Linked DNA regions of Zea mays: region 1 is linked to region 2. A link is a contact called in public Hi-C data. All regions are on one chromosome and are shown on one strand. The core of a region is the stretch at or near the end of the contact, and the rest is flanking DNA. Distances in the headings are between cores, read along the strand shown.

The links. A called contact is a pair of places that touch in the nucleus more often than the background predicts.
Region 1: a contact with region 2 is called in a Hi-C map of tassel, with 4 times the contacts expected there. The contact joins the promoter of LOC100278385 here to the promoter of LOC100192097 in region 2. A contact is called at or near these places in 8 of 25 Hi-C or Micro-C datasets (bundle sheath, ear, endosperm and 4 more).

Annotation. Positions count from the first base shown.
Region 1 is chr9:96,310,656-96,316,465 of Zm-B73-REFERENCE-NAM-5.0, forward strand. It overlaps LOC100278385, which reads left to right and starts at 3,616. Exons shown (of 8, transcript NM_001175620.1): 1 at 3,616-3,935; 2 at 5,132-5,178; 3 at 5,757-5,810. The coding sequence starts at 3,719.
Region 2 is chr9:96,171,095-96,176,343 of Zm-B73-REFERENCE-NAM-5.0, forward strand. It overlaps LOC100192097, which reads right to left and starts at 3,783. Exons shown (of 9, transcript NM_001137520.1): 1 at 3,581-3,783; 2 at 3,378-3,490; 3 at 2,918-3,277; 4 at 2,631-2,819; 5 at 2,399-2,460; 6 at 1,484-1,640; 7 at 1,324-1,395; 8 at 1,111-1,221. The coding sequence starts at 3,142. It overlaps LOC111590231 (U2 spliceosomal RNA), which reads right to left and starts at 5,162; the gene lies at 4,974-5,162.

The DNA.
Region 1 (5,810 bases), core at 2,366-4,865, 140 kb after region 2:
GGTTTTAGATTCGTAGCTTTCGCAGCTCAGTACTCAGTATTTCTTTCCATTTCGGCAGTTGAAACCTTATCAGACTAGATCTGTGATGGCTTTCCTTATCATTGTACAGGGTCATCTGCACACCAACAGGGTCTGCGACAATGTGCGGACCTTCATTCTAACAGATGCAACCTTCAAGAGCACTGAGATTGAAGAAACACTGAGCAAGGTGAATTTGTTGTCCCCTCTGAGCTTTGTTTGTGTGAATCTAAACAATCGGCCATGCAATTGACTAGAGTACCATGGCTGCCAACATTTTATCCGTATTGAATATGGAATATGGAATATGGTTTTGCTCTTTTCTGTTGATAGTTTCACATGAATGACTAGATGAACCGATCATTTGACATGAATTCTTGGTGCCTTACGTAGTTGTGCTTTGCTTTAGGTGAACATGTCAAACTAGAAGTAATATAGAAGATGAATGTGTAAATTCCTTGTTCCATCCTCTGCTACTTTGATGCAGATGGGTCTCAATGCCGTGGTGGCCGCTAGCTACGTCTTTCTAGTACTTGTCTCTGTGCTCACAGTTCGCTTCTTCTACGTACTATGGCGCAGTGGCCAACCAGAGTCAAGGTTGCGCGCCACCAGATTGTGTTGTCTCATTGTCCTTGGCTCCGGTGAGTACGTATTGCAGTCTTGCCTGTCAAATACTTTATGGACAAGTTTTAGATATGGTTGCCTGGTATATAAAATGGTACTCATACGTGTAAGCTCATACGGTAAATAAAAACATTTTCAATCTGGGTAGTAAAATTGCCTATATATAAAAACATTCTAAATCTACTACAGAAAAGGTCCAGATTACCAGCTCCTGGTGATGCTGATGAGCTATCTGTCATTGAAGACCAAATTGCATGGATAGTTCACATAATTGCATCCATTGTCAAGTAAGGCAGGTAACAGGTGTTAGGTGAGTAATATATATTTTCTTTTATTTGTAAACTTTGTTCTTGCTTGCTCTGCATATATGCGATTCAGGAAGAGCCCACAGAGAGGTCGAGAAGCAACACTGGATGTTTCTCTGAAGTTGATCAAGGCGAGCACATCAAGGGGTCTCGGGCACCTCCCTGTCATTGGTGTCGTCGTTGAACCAGTTATGGTACATTGGTATGGCTGCAAATTGAGGGAGAAAGACCTGGAAACAGTGATGCAGCATGTTCACACGAAGATGGCAACAATGGTAACATTTGCATTGGTCCTATAAATAAGGTAAATTGAGGGCTAAGATTGCTTGTTCAACCTTATAAAAGGAGGTGTAGTTTTATTTATCCTATTCTTGCTGCAGGCATCACAAGGTCATATGCTAGCAACTTTAATATAGATTTATTTACTCTCCTAGAAGAAAATGCCAAGATGTTTGAGATTTCAGAGCTTCATTTAACTTTCAGCTTGTGTTGTCTTAGCTTACTATGGCATTAACCCACTACTCTCCTGAATTGTCATGTGATCTCTATCATGTATTCATGAAAATACATTTTATGCTACAAGCACTTGTGGTTTTGCTAACTATATCCAGTTATCAATCCACAGTCCTTTGTAACAGTACATGATTATGCCAAACAAGACATTAGTTGAATGATATGTTCAAACTATTTAAATGTTTTTCTCTTTGTAACAGTTTGTGATATTGGAATGATATGTTCAATCCACAGTCCTTTGTCTGGGATGGATTTCTTTGTGTTCACTCTTGAGTATAGTGTATTTCTGACTATCATTTATCAATTTTGTTGAATTTTATGCTCATAACTTGAGAAACTTTTATTATAAGTGTACACTGTATTTTATTTTTTTAATGTTGTTTGACTGATTACTTCAAGGAATCTTGTGTAGGTATTGAATATGCTTGCTTGATGGATTGAAGATCCAAACTCGAATACCTTCTAACTTCATAAGTTCATATCCCACGAGTCTGATTACTTGTGGCTTGCAGAAGATGGCATGAAGATGCAAGTGATTATTGCTTGTTCTGTGGCTTATTTCCTTTTACTTAGTTAACTTCCTATTAGGCAGCTACTGCACCAGCAAACCTGTCAACATAGAGAGAGGCTTCTTCTGTAAACCTACTAATCCAGGACTCGTGAGAACAAGAAAGCAAGGATGCCATGGATACAATATTTGTGTGGCAACAATATTAGACATTGTACTCTTTTCTTTTCAAATTATAACCATTCTCTTCTTTTTAAATCAGCGTGAGGCGGCGACAGTACGAGGCACGCCACCTAGCCCGCAGAGAGGTAAATATTATTTCACTACTATTTTATTCCTTAGTTTTGTTGTGGAAATATCCAACTCTGCGTTCGTCCGAAATATCGGCAGCACCATTTGTGGGCACCTGGATACTAGGCAAAGTTATATGGATCCTTCACAGGCATGGGTTAGGAAGGGCATCAGTTTGTCCCATGCTCCAATGGTTGGAATAAATAAATACTGGTACCACCTATAAATGAATGGGGATAACATTTTCTTAGTTTAAAGTTCAACATATTTTTCTTTGTTACCTGATGTAAGTGCATTTGTTCATTGATTGGAAACAGAAAAATACAATGTGTTACTTCTTCAATCACGCACTAAAATTGTTATTATGCAAAGCTGGAAACTTCAGTCCAAGGTTCTTTTACTGATAATGTTCTTCCACTTTGTGTATTTGGGCCCCTTGTGCAGTACATATTCTTCAACATACAATATTCATGGTTTGGTTACTGACCTTTCACCAAATTTTCTGCTGCATCCTTCCTGTAATTCTACTTTGGCAGAGAAGGAGCTTCTTGAAGAGGAGTACAAGAAAAAGTTTGATGAGGCAAAGAAGGAACTATCTCTGGAGAATGATTTAGCAGGCATGTGGATTCTTGTTGCTAAGTTGAAAATAGGGGCTTTAGACATATCTGATTTGAATGTTGATGATCGAACTAAAGTGTAAGGGCGTAGCGATCACCATATTGTTGTCTCATAATTGGTGTTAATGAAAAATAACATGGTGCTGCACTGGATCTCTACTTTCTCTTGTAAGAAGGATTGTTCTATCGGCATAATTTGATTTGCATGTATAATGTCTTCATGCTTTACTTGCCCTTTTGTGAAATGTGGCAATCGGTCCGCTTGCCTTCCTTTTCTGTTTCTGTTCTGCGGTAGAATGATTGGAGTAGATGGTGCTAATTTCATATAAATAATAATAATTGTTGCTAATTTATGGTCAAGTTAGTAGGATAATAATTTAGCCCCCAGAACAAAATGTATTGTTAAGTCTTAGCAAAAGTTTTAAAGAGAATTGGGTGCCTTGTCTGTCTGGATGCAAAAAATTGACAACTTTCTGCTTCGTGCTCGCTTGCGTGCCGTGGTGGTGCAGCGTATTTGCGCCTAGAAGAAGCGGGTGGTGGCGAAGGCGCTACAGGGTAGCGACAGTTATGTGCCTTGTTTTCATAATTATTGCCGTTGTAACGCAAGAGCGCTATACTACTTACTTATATAAGAAAGAAGAGGAAAACATTATAGTGGGGTAGGAGGCTAGGAGCAGACTGTTGTTTCCCATTGGGCCTTTTGGGCTGTCGTCTTCCCAGCCCGAATCGCGCCGCCGCACACACACAGCGCATGACCGAACCGAAGAGAGAGCGTGACTGGGAGCAACGTGCGGGGAGCGCAATACGCCGGGCCGCCGGCTAAGCGGGAGGCAAAGGCGAGGATGTTGGGGTCGCGCCGGTGGCAGTCTCCGGCTGATGCTCCTGCGGCCACCGATGACTTGGAGGACACTGGTGGCGTCGGCGGCCCGTCCAGGCGGCCTCTGCGCCACGGGCTGCACCGCGCGTCGCCCTACGGTGGTGCCCCCCGCCGGTGGCTCTCCAAGCTCCCCGTGACTTCGAGGATATTCCCCACCATGCCACGCGACCGCGCGGCCTCAGGTGATTCCCCTCACTGCCCTCGTTGTCTGGCACCTCTGCTAACGGCTGATGCCCGTTTAAGAAGAGGATCGAATGGGGAAACTCTACGACGTTTTACCTATTCTGTTAGCGACTTTGTCGCCGCTGCTGAATGAGTTCACGTATCTGCGCGTCTTGTTTCAGATCAGCGCTAGTCTGTCTAAGGTTCAGGGTTTAGCGCCTGTGCAGCTCCTGCTATTTTTACTCTTTGCATTGCATCAATCTCCAACCTAGGGTTGGTGCCTGCTTTTCTGAATCCACTAGTGGACTCATGATCAACCACTAGTGGAATTCAGTTAAGCCCTTCTTCGTGTAGGTCCTGACAATTACTATTGTTTTGGACTTCGGGTTGCTGTGGTTTGTGATCGTTTAATTTATTTTAGTTATGCTCTTTGGAATGGGCATTTAGGTTGATGTCTAGTGAACTCGAGTTCAAGTTTGGGGTTCCCAATCCTTGTTGTTAGTGTAAGGCTGTTGTTGTCCAACTGGTATTATAGGATAATTGGAGTAACAAGAGTAGTTTTAGCGATAAACTACTTCTTCTGTCCTAAATTATAAGACGTTTTGGCTTTTGTAGGTTCATAGTTTTGGCAACGACTACTATGCAATCAAGCCTTAGGTGCAAACGTGAAGCGAGTCTTTTGGTCCATTAAATCATTATCCAACCATAGATATAATTGTAGTTTGTTAGTTTTTTTTATAAATCTACGTGAATTGGTGGTGGAAAGGTTTAAGTGTTAAATATAATATATGGTTGGATCATGATCTAATGTACCAGAAGGCTTGTTTGTACGCTTGCACCTAAATCCTGATTGTATAGTAGTCATTGCCTACGTATAAGTTATGTGTGGATACATCATACATAATAGAAGCTATAAATCTAGAAATGCCAAAACGTCTTATAATTTGGGATGGAGGGAGTATTATATAATCTTAAATTTATATATGATCCCATTACTTGTACCATTTCTTTGCTATAGGTGAGTAGTTTCTTAGCAGCACTCCCATCAGTATTGCAGTATTGCTCTTATAATTTTTGACGCATCTATGAGTTATTGTCTTGTGATGTATTTGTCAGTTATCATCTAGATCGATCACAACTGATGAGTTTTCATATAGCCTTGAATCATTCGCAGTGTTTAATGTGGATTACTTAATGGTGTTTTGAATGTATGCAGGCAGTAATCAAGAGGTTCATTGTGAACCACTAGAAGTTATTCGTGAAGTAAGCAAAGATACTTATCTTGGGAATGCTTATTTTCTTTGATTTATTAAAGTAGATTTTGTGTGTGTGTATGTGGTCTTTTTTAATATGTGTTGTTATGTCACTTCAAATAAAATGCTGCAGCTGTCAGAAACAAATGTAATCACACCAGATAACTTCTGTTAGTGCAATCTATAGACAACCATTGCACCATAACTTTGAATAGCTAGCATAATAAGATACCCTATGGAACTCCCTTCTCTTAGACCATTAGTGTTGAAAACCTAGACCATATTGCTGATCTATATTGGCTGACTTCTTAATAGCATGCCTTAGATGTTGCAATGGTGCCTATATTCCCTATGCATATTCTGCACTTTTGTTGTTATCCTGCAATGCTTTCAAGTTCATAACTGGTGGATCTATAAGGATAATGGTTGCTAACCATATTCTATTTGTGTTTTGTATTACTTGTGAACTGCAAGATTGCTTATCAGTTTCTACCTTGTTTTTCCATGCATTCTTCATTTATTTCCTAGTCAAGATATATCTATGTGTGAATGTTGTCTTTAATTCTTACTCAGTAATGTAAACTACAGAGACACTCCACAGAACCAAACATCAATGCTGCAGCTATTCTACCATCAAGACCT
Region 2 (5,249 bases), core at 2,533-5,032:
ATTACAATAAAAAGAAACAGATCAAGTTCAACAACACAAGTTCAACCACACAACACAAGTTACAACTTTTATGCATGATTAGTAACCATCATCGAACTCATCAACATTAAGACCATGAGCATACTGCCACACTGTTGCAACACACAGTAGAAATTGAAATTCACTGCCACACTGTTGCAGGCTGCAGCCACACTGGGCAGTAGAATGGAGCACTGCGCAGTGCGCACTAGCTGGTGGCTGGCGGCTTGCTAGAGCAGTGCGCACTGGCTGGCGGCTGGACCTGGGCGGTTGCGCACTAGCGGCTCGCTGGAGCAGGAGCATTGTGCACTGGGCAGCGGCGGCTCGCTGGAGTAGGAGCACTGCACAGTGGCTGGGGGCAAGGGCAACGCTGCAACGGCTGGAGCAATGCACTGGGAGGGAAGAAGGAAGAGCACTGCACTTGGCACTAGCTGGGCGGTTGCGCCTGGAGTCCTGGACCTGGAGTAATGGCGCCATGGCGCTGGCGGGTTGGCGCCTGTAGGTGGAGGGAAGAGGGAGGGGGGAGGGAGGAGGGAGGAGGGGGGCCGGTGGCGTACCAGGAGGGCGGTGGAGGACGGTCGACGGCGGCTGGCGGCTGGCGGCACCACGGCTGTGGCGTGTGGGCGCGATGCGTCTGTAGGTTGGCGGCTGGAGCACCGCACTGCGTGTGGGCGCGATGGACGCATAGACGCATTAAGGCCCATTAAGGCCCACGGACGCATAGAACGTCCATATAACGGAAAAAACGTCCAGAACGTGTGTTTCGACGTTTAAACGTTGTTTAAACGTCCAGAACGGACGTTCTACACAGTTTTTGTAAAACGTATGGACGCTTTAACTCCTAATCACGTTTTAGCGTTTAAACGACGCTTAATCGTCGTTTAAACGACGTTTTAATAACCATGCAGAAACTTGAAGGATGATTATTTGATTAATATGATCTTTTCAAGTTGAATCATAGTGTAGATAATTTTTTTCTCTAGCGGTAAACTGAGATACTTTGTGATTTATATATAGAATATCTGCAGCCAACAATTTAATGGAGGAAAAACAGGAAGAAGAAACTTAGCCAAAAGTATGGGGGACAAGTACCTTCTTCAACTCAACCTTGGGGGGAGGTGGTTCCTTATAAAAGCTGGGCATTGGTGTTGCCTTGAAATTTAAACTCTTTCTCAGCATTTTGAGTTCAGCTTCTTCAGTTTCCTGCGCAGCAGTAACATACAGATAAAATCAAACAATATATTCAATGTTGCATCAAGCAATATCACTTCCATAGTAATATGAAAATAGAATAAGAGCACAAACCTTTGATTTTGCCTGCAAGTTGCTTTTCTCTAGTTCCTGTGCATGAATCTTCTCCTCGAGCTTTGAGTAGAACTATATCATTGCAGGATAGTGTAAGCAAAGGAATGATGCCCATAAGTTCTTAAACTAAACCAGTGCTAAGTTATCTATAATGAGTTACCTCTCTTCGTTTTTCAGCTCTCTCATCACACTTAAAACTAAATCCATATGAAGGAGTGCTGCCAACCCTTTGAGGTTTCACACTTTCATTTGATTCTTCTTCAATATCCTTTTTGACAGAATGTTGGTTTGATGCCTTCTGAGTTTTTTTCTTCTCACTGTATTTGAATGAAGCACATTATATATTTATATTGCAAGAAACTCTTTTATATCTAAGTGTGCTAGGTAAGAGATAAATTTACGAGAAAAAAGTATTTAGGATATGACTTGGTTGAAAAAAAATATGTGTAGAAACTAATGTTAAGGTTGGTTTCACAGTGCAGTTTCAATTATCACAAGATGGAAGCCAAAGCAAACATAGTTTCCAAAATGGTAAATGCAAAGAACAAATTAAAAAATACTTTGTAACTAAAAAATGTTTGTGGCACAAACAACAATGAATGTTCAAATAAATAAGATGGACCCAAGGAGGAAACACTCTTTTGCATATTTAACAGAACAGACACTTTAAAAATCATTAAATCATGCTATACCTATACTCTTATGCTACCAAAAAAATGTAGCAAACATAGTTGTGCCAGTAATTCATAGAATTTTCACACTCAAGGCAATCTGGGTAATCAAAAAACTCGACCAACCTAGAAGGAACTAGTTGTCTTTTTAATTAAGAAATAGACACACAAATTCACCCCAACGAAGACTTGACTTAGGTGGTCTGGGCATATGTCCACACCGACAACCAACTGAGCTAGGATCAGTTCCTTACAATTTGAGTAATTAGTAGGCCTGGCTTAATTGGATGCTTAGAGCACCGATTTTAAGTCCAGAATGGCAGAATCCAAATGAGAAACAGAAGCCATGAAGCAACACACTAACACAGGATCAAAAGTGTAAAACAAAGAAACAAGCAGCTTACTTTGAGTCCTCAAGTGATGGGGTCTCCTTGGCAACTGGGCGGAAACTGCTCTTTTCGGCCTTCTAATGAAAGCACCACCAACAAAAGTGTATAAGGTTCAAACTCAAACTGCAAGGTGCATAAACATTGCTACAAGTAATATAGTAGCAATCATGCATATAACTGTAAGCGTTGTAAAAGAATATAGATGGGCACATTGTAACTCATAAGCTATAACAAAAAATCAACTTACTTTCTTACTGGAACCAGCATCACCATTGCTCAAAGAGCAATCAACTAGATCTGGATCAGAAACCCGTGCAATGGGCGCCTTAGGATAAGAAGGACTAAAAGAGCTTTTCCTAGTTTGACTCTTATCCCCGCCTCGAGGGCTCTGTCGCTGAGATTTAGTACCAACCTTCATTGAATGGCCTTGAACCCCCTACAAATGAAAATGCCAAAAAAAAAAACACTTGGCTGTCAGCAGACCACCGATTGAAGTCAACAGAACTGACAATCTGTAACCGTGAAAAACCTTACCTCAGGAACTCGAGGCTTTATGTCCTGGGACTGCGAGGTGGCTTCCATTTCTACTTCTTCAGATGGGTTGATCACCTCGCTCTCGCCCGAATGGGCTCCATCAGCCAGCACATCGTGTTCTTCTGCGTGCCCCTCTACACTATCACTGGGCGGCAACTTCCCCGCGGCCCCATTGTCAAAGCCCACCGCACCAATAGCATCAGTAACCTCTGTACTAGCATCCATGTGACGCTACCGTCTCAGGATATCTTTAGGCCAGATTAAAAAGACAACACCCAAGCCACCAGCTTGCACAAGCTATCCGCAATCACCGCAGGATCATGCTATGCCGACCAGCAAATGAATCCGCGTCAAACTAGACTGAACGCAACGAAAGAAACATTTGATTCAGCGTTCACAGCAAAACTGAGAATTGCAGAATAACACGAGCAGTCAATCGAAGAAAGTAAAGGCATCTAACCTGCGAGAGAAGGAATCAGCTCCCGGCGGATCCGATCTCCGCTCCACCCCAGCGGTGCCCAGTGGGGACAAGGACGGCGAAGAATCCGACCGGAGGCGTAAGGCAGGCGAGGTCTGGGTCAAGGAAACCTGGATCTGGATCGAGCCGTGGCTCTTGAGCGCATGAAAGGAAATGGTGAAGGAAAGCAAAGGTGGCGGCTTTACCTGGCCAGGCGAAAACGATGGGGAGTGAAGAGGCTGAAGCGCGCGGGGGAGGCAAGGATTGGAGTTGGGCGCGGTGAAGGCGGGAGAGCAGCGACGGTGGCGCGCCGCCGGCGGCGGCGGCGGCGGAAGGGAGGCAGCGGGGGCCGTGCGTGGCTCGTGCTTTGTCTGGGTTTCCAGGTGGTGGTGTGGTTTCGAATTTCTACGGGGACCTTTCTGGTTTCTGCGTTCCTCCAAAGCTAACTTTATTCCCCATATTTACATTGAGCGATTAATGTACGTGACCTAATTTTTACTATAATCACACTAAGTTAAGAACAGATAGTGCAAGATGAGAAATATAAAGGGTGCATATAAAGGGTGCTACGATAAATTTGAAGAGGTCTAAGCTGCCGTCTCTCAGTCAACTATGGTTACGGAGGATCATTATCGTCATATGATATATTTATTTAATTATTTCGTATATAACTTCTATTATATAATAAAGATGTGATATTAATTTCTATAACATGAGTAATTATATGTGTGAAACTTGATCTTATCACACATGTAAGATACACCCAAGTTTGTATTAGAATACACCCAAGTTTGTATTAGAACCTAGGTCTGACAGTTACTCTAAATCTGGCTACCAAATAAGCTAAGTTGCACTCCCAAGGATTGGATAGGAGCTTGGGAAGCCTACCAAACACACCCTATATGATTCACTATGATAGTGCATGAGAAGAGTGGAGTGAATCAGGAGAGATGAAAGGGTCAAACGATGGATGATAGAGTTTGAAAAAGAAGAAAGAGTATGGTCGTCTGAACTATGTAAGGTCTTGTTCGGTTATTCCTATATCACATGGATTGGATGGGATTAGTAAAAAATTAGTAAAGATTTTGACTTGCTATGGATTGAAACTCACCAAATCCCCTCTAATACATATGGATTGGAGGGAAAACCGAATGGACCCTAAAATATAACTAGTTAGCCCCTGATAGAAAAAATCCATACTACTCAATTAAAAACCTAATGTGGGCACCTGGTGCTACCATGGCTTCACCCTCCGTGTTGACACTCTAGGTCCGCCCGCCACACCATGCAAAAAAAATAGTGTACACCGAGCACTCAAACTCATGCCCCGTACTTATAGTAATTTGAGGTTACCACCAAACTACATATACCTTAGTGTTTAGAAATAAACAATAATTATATTTGAATATATATATATATATATAACAACTGTAGCAAAACACGTGCAACTTACTAGTAAAATACTAACTATGGATGACAAAGTTAAAAGACAAAAGAGTGGTTTGAACCATATAACTGATTAGATCTGAGATAAATTTCCAAAAAAATATTGGTTCATTCTTGTAATTGATCCATAGAACACATTTCTCGATATAATATTGAGCGTTAACATGGTTTTCATTAACGTTACTAGTCTAATGCCAGTGTGTTACAACGACACATAATTATATTTAATATCCATAAAAAATAAATTTAATATCAAAACGAACATATGATTCACATATCATATATTAAAATGACAAAAACAAATATTTCATTTTATCTTAGCCAAAAGGCCGAGAAAAATATGAGTTAAAAAGAAGTCAGATCCTTTTTATAGCTCGTTCGATCGCTCGTCCTCCTTCAACTAGCGAGGTAGTACTATGTGGGAGCGCT